2 separate regions of the Mus musculus genome follow, and region 2 is linked to region 1. A link is a contact called in public HiChIP or PLAC-seq data. All regions are on one chromosome and are shown on one strand. Each heading gives the region's core, a stretch centred on a gene start, on an enhancer-like site or on the middle of the called end of the contact. The rest is flanking DNA. Distances are from core to core; before and after follow the strand shown.

What was found. HiChIP or PLAC-seq counts read pairs in DNA pulled down with a chosen protein or histone mark.
Region 2: an H3K27ac HiChIP or PLAC-seq map of the NIH/3T3 cell line shows a contact between it and region 1, with 7 times the contacts expected there. The contact joins two enhancer-like sites. A contact is called at or near these places in 7 of 484 Hi-C or Micro-C datasets (embryonic fibroblasts, muscle stem cells and uterus) and 2 of 115 datasets of contacts at active chromatin or transcription factors (the NIH/3T3 cell line and fibro-adipogenic progenitors).

What each region holds. Positions count from the first base shown.
Region 1 is chr17:16,053,380-16,056,079 of GRCm38.p6, forward strand. No RefSeq gene overlaps it. Among named protein-coding and RNA genes, the nearest start is that of Gm41533, 150 kb to the left of the region's middle. Within about 2 kb of position 1,327, at least 33 of the 459 cell types and tissues checked have an H3K27ac peak or open chromatin away from gene starts, as enhancers often do. A contact at or near this core is called in the NIH/3T3 cell line, fibro-adipogenic progenitors, muscle stem cells and 1 more, where this site is marked.
Region 2 is chr17:16,338,938-16,341,983 of GRCm38.p6, forward strand. The region is part of intron 2 of Gm41534 (a long non-coding RNA gene); the gene reads left to right. Among named protein-coding and RNA genes, the nearest start is that of Gm41534, 100 kb to the left of the region's middle. Within about 2 kb of position 1,399, at least 51 of the 459 cell types and tissues checked have an H3K27ac peak or open chromatin away from gene starts, as enhancers often do. A contact at or near this core is called in the NIH/3T3 cell line, fibro-adipogenic progenitors, muscle stem cells and 1 more, where this site is marked.

The DNA.
Region 1 (2,700 bases), core at 77-2,576:
ACAGGGCTGTGACTCACAGGTTGAGAACCACTGCTTTGTAGACAAATCAAGGGACTGCCATTTTAAAGAAGCTTTGGGTCTGCCACTTAGCTGATCTGTTTCTGACCCAGGGTGGTTTACTTATGCAATTAATTCACTAATTTATTTGAAAAATTGACACCAGATTTAAATTTAAGTGGATCTATTTTATATATTGGGGGTCACCATAAAGACGTTAAAAGTACATATAAAAATGCCTAGGCTTTCTCAATTGGGCAACTCCCTGTGAGTTCTTCATAGAAGGTTCTGAGAGAGATGATATACAGATTTGTTAGAGAGAATACTCGCACTGTCATCTAGATGAGCATTTCTAAAAAATGCGGACTGATACAATCAATGCTCTTCACATTAGCAAAACACAAATTAATGGATCGTAAATTCAGAGTATCCACATCAGAAGGTGAACTATACAAATAAGAAAAAATATGCATTTCTAACAGTACACAGGGGTTATTAGACTACACTATGCATTGTGGGAAACTCTGGTCTAGCAGAGAGGTTCCCACTCCCTCTAAGTAGACATTGAAAAGAAGAAAAAATGTGTTATAGCATAAGGTAGAATGGAGGCCACAGGTGCCCTTGATTGGTTGGTAAGGTACACACAGGCATGAGGAGACCCTAAGATACAGAGCCGGAAGATTCTGAGCTGTAAAATGCAGAGCCAGATTATTTTTAATGTTTAAGACACCCTAGTAGTGAGTACTAAAAAAAAAAAAAAAAAAAAAAAAAAAGGACTCATGATTTGAAATATAGGAGGAAAATAAACCCTGGTAGTTAATTTGACACAGAGAAAAACCTGTCAGAAAATAAAGGGTGATGCATCAATAATTATATTAGAGAGGAAAAGGTATAAAAGACTTTTTCATTAGTCTTGCCAGACCTAAATATACTGCACTCTGTGCTAATGCATTTGCAATGTAGGTTATTTTACTTGGAAATATTCTTTACTTATGGCATAAAGGTAAGAGACACTGTTATGTGGGAGTCTAAGAAAGGTAACTTTGTTCAAAACATGTAAACAATTTGTGCTCAGTCTCCCAGACTTCAGCAACTACAGATGATGGTCTTTGTGCCAAAGGTAAGGTGAACAGATAAACATTTTGAACACATTTTCTGGGTACCATCAGTCCTAAAGGGGAGTTCTGATTTACAGTCAACAGTTTCAACAAGTGACCCTTGGCAGAAGGGGTCTGCTTTTTCAGCTGGCGTTGTTGCTGAAGTTCAGAGGAATTGCTCATCTGTCTCTATTTCAGGCATCTGGCAAAGGGAAAACTCCTTCAGCGCTCTCCATCCCACTAACTGCTTGCAGATGCCTTCTTCCCTCTGGAGCATCTGCTACTTATCTCAGGCTATTTTCCCTGCTGTGTTTGGAAAAGTTTCCCTCTCCAGCTTTCATTTTATAAGCCTACTATTGTTGCTGTCATCGTGTTTGGGGACATCAACAGATGTGCCTGGTGTTAACCTCAAGAGATAGGCCAAATTCAGTCTCAAAGCAGAAGCGGCAACTCATTTTTAAAAAGGAAATGGAATTATGAATAAGTCTTAAAACCCCGACTGATTCATAATTATATAATATATTCAGGATATGATTCATGGGCCTCAAATAAACAGTCATCAATAATTTTATGATGTGTTTTTTTAAAGGTCTTAGAAACAATACAGAGCCACAGAATTTCTGAATAGTTACTAGCTGGTGTGTGGTGCACACATATATGATAATGCTATTTATAATTTCTTAAGTGAATATCCTTGTTTCACCCTTTACAGTCCTTGACAGTTTCTGTGTTTTGCTATATACTCAAATATCTGGGTTATTTTGGGGGGACATTTCTTCATTTCCATAAAAAACAGACATATAGCCCTAATATATTTATTCCCGCTCCTTCATTTGCCTTTAAGAGCACATGAAGGGTTTTAAGCATGTATAAAGACATTTCTTACTTCTAGTCAATCAGATAAATGGGGCACTTACTTGTGGATTTGAACATTAATGTATTTATTTAAAAGTAGGGTTACTAGTGTCATTAAAATTGTGATTTTGAATTGATTAATGCCCAGTGAAAATTTCTCTTATATAAAGTGCTATTTAGACACCAAGGATGAGTGTTCTATCCAATTGCAATTCTTTCTTTCAAAAGTGGAATGCATGGAGGGGTTGTGATTAGCTAGTAGTCTTCTCTTTTTTGTTTTAATTTTGAGACCTTAAAGTCTATAAACAATAAAAGAATAAGATGGAATATGTATCATAATATTAAGTAAACATACTTTCACTAGGTTTTAAAAAGACATTATTATAGATTTAACCAAACTTCTCTAGAAGTACCTACTATTCTCAGACAACTTCTGAATTTATATGCTTGGCTCCCAGTCCATTTCTATGTGTGTTTTTATACACATGTAGTATATATGTATATAATACAACAATTTTGAAAACAACAGCAAAAATTCTCTATATTCACAAAATATCTTTTTTTCTGTTCTTGTGGAAAGGGGTAGTCATACATTTTCTATGATAAAGAAATTGAAAATCTAAATATTAAGTTATATATAGTCATTATTATCTTCATAATCTTGAATAAAAACATGCCTGATAGTCAGAGGGACATCTGTCCATCTTTCTTTGTGACTTCCCATTAGATGCGAAGATTTGTGGGCTTGGGC
Region 2 (3,046 bases), core at 149-2,648, 290 kb after region 1:
GTCCCCAGATGTCCTGTGACAGAAGGTTGACTTTCTCTTGAGTCTGTACCACAGCAGACTCTAAGCTGTCTTATGTGTGACTTTTCTCCAACTTTTATCCAGTAGTTGACATATATATAACTTCTTTTCCAGAAACTTTTCTTTACCATGAGAAAAATTGTTCACATACTCAAAGTAAAGAAAGAATAATTCAATCCCTATTTAAGCTCACTTTCATACATTAACTATAATAAATAATGAAAACAACATGCATGCTTTGCCACACAGTTTGTAGATAAAAACTGTTGTTAAATAGTTTATTCTTGGAAATTATAATTTAGATTCTTGCTATATTGGAGAAGTTATTAATATATATCTGTGCATGCATTAAATAACTGGAAAAAGAATAACCAGACTTAAATTTGGTTTTGTTTGCAGGAGTCTGCCTTATGTAATTTATGTTACTATAGATGCAGAATTCACTACCTTGGAACTCTCTTGTTACAGCATTCTTCTCAGAGTATGCTAAGAGTTATGAACCCCATGAAGTTTTAACAATGATACTAATAATATGTTGAATCATGAAAACACTGAGGATTTTCTTTTAATGAGCTGATAATACTTGTAGATCATTTGAAAATACAGTTTTCTGTTTGATTAATTTTACTTACAATATTTCCTCATGAGTTTAATCTTAAAATCAGTGTTTTTAAAAACTTAGTTTTTCTACATAATTTTCATTTGGAAAATGGTGACTATGTAGAAATGGTTGAGTAGCTCCTATGTTTTACATTCCTTTGAAAAGTAAACACAAGCTATAGCCCATCTTCCTAACGACCCAATGACCCCTACTTCCTGTGAAGCTCAGCTCAAGATTTATGGGTCGTTGGAGGATGAAGCAAAAAGCAATCGTATCAGCTTTAATGTGTCACTCTACAGCTGCCTCCATATTCAGCTCACACATCCAAAAGGACTCATAATTTTGAGATTAGCTAAGTCTATGAGATAATGCATCTGATTTCCTTAGCCATCTGTTTTGCGTTGCCAGGGAGTTATAAATGCTGGCCAATGCTTGTGCTCACTTCGGGATAGTATAATCAGTCTTTAGAGATTTGAGTGAAAAGTCTTGCAGCCCTGAGGAAAGATGACTTACTTATTCAGATAAATACAGACACAGGGAAAATAGGATGACTAAGTAAAACAAATGGGGTGTAAAGTCTGATGCAGAGAAGGCAGATTTCCCAGAAGGAGCCATATAGTTATAAAATAAGAACTTTTATTCTCACTTGAATGATAAAAAAATAAAGCACAGAAAACACAAGATCCTAACCAAAACAAAACACTCCAAATGAGACTTTTTGCAAGGTCACTGTGGATGTGAGCTGAAGTGAACTCAGAATGACATGACTGTGTTACTCATTAGAAAACCTCCCTGTGCACAGTGACTCATAGAAAATGTGTTACAAACATCCTACACTCTGGGAGTCTGAGTGTCTATATTATATAAAAACTGACTACATCAGAAGACAGAGATCCACAATGAGACAGAAAGATAGCTACTCGCAAGCAGAAGACACTGGTTCTTTTTAAATTACTATTGAGAGACTTGTGATAATGTGAGGCTACCTTCAGTGCACACCTTTACACACACTTTTACACACACACACACACACACACACACACACACACCCCACAAATGACCATGCTGATGGTTCAAATCACAGACACTTCTGTAACAGAGGTGAACAGAGCTCAAGGCTTAGAGTGCGTACAACACAAAGTATAGGCTCTGGCTGTCTGGATCAAGCTAGTATGGAGGTTGGAGAGGCAGGTGGAAGAAGAAGAGAGCAAAGAACCGGGGGGATCCGAGGAACTAGTACCATATCTGCAGTGTCTTTTTAAAAAATCTAAATCTTTCAGATTTTGGAAGCCACAAGGACTATAAAGATTCAATAAGAAGTAGACATATATTTATTAGATATGGTTTCTATTGGAGTATGTTAATAGGATCCAATGGCAGATTCTTTTAATGAAATAAAGGTTTTCAAGTATATGGAGAATGTTGCTGGTGCCCTCTGAGTAAACTGAACCTGTAAGATGTGTGATATTATTATACATGTATATGCAGTAACACATTTGTGTCTGTATGAATATACCTTCCATCAATATCTCTGACAATATGTTGATAGAAGAAATCTTTTCATAATGTATTGTACATAGTAGGGACTTGTGACTATATAAAAAATATATATACAATAGTATGCATTTAATTCCTATATAGAGTAAGATATAAATATAAGAACATGGGATATAACTTAATATTAGAATGCTTATGAAGCATATATGAGGAAACCCTGCATTCCATCCACATCCAAATATAGAACAAACCAAAAAAACAAAACTGCATACAAATTGAATCAATCTCAGTTGGTTTTTGTCAAACCTAAATATTTACAAGGATAACCTGATAGGTATAGACTGTCACTTGAATCAGAACTTCTTAGGTCTCATGTATGGAGGACTTGACTCTGTAGACCAAAATATAGGTAGGAAGTCATGGTTTGAAAAAAATTCTAGAAAGAGGTAATTCATCATTCTTGACCTTTCAGAATAACTGACTCCCTGCATCTTCTTTTGCCATAACACAGATCTCACATGCAGAGCTTATGCTCCAGACAGCTTGAATGTGAGAGCTATACCGAGGAAATGAAGCTCTCAAGTCTTGTGTTGAGAAAGGCACCTCATGGACTATTATCTAAATATCTGGGTGAAAGAAAGCAGTGTGGAGTGTCCTGGATCAGCACATCACACTCTTGAGACATGTCAGCTGTGTTTCAATTATGTCAGCAGTCCCAGTGTCTGGTCAAAAATTTGGTCATGAACAATTGCTTCACAAATGAAGGTATCATGCTTGTTCAGAATAGTGGCCATTTTATAATCGCCAAGCAACCAGTAAGAGAAGCCCTGAAGAAAATGAACTAAGTGAAGTATTAGCACTTGATACTTAGTACTTTCTTCTTCCTTTCTTTCTTCCTTCCTTCCTTTCTTCCTTCCTTCCTTCCTTCCT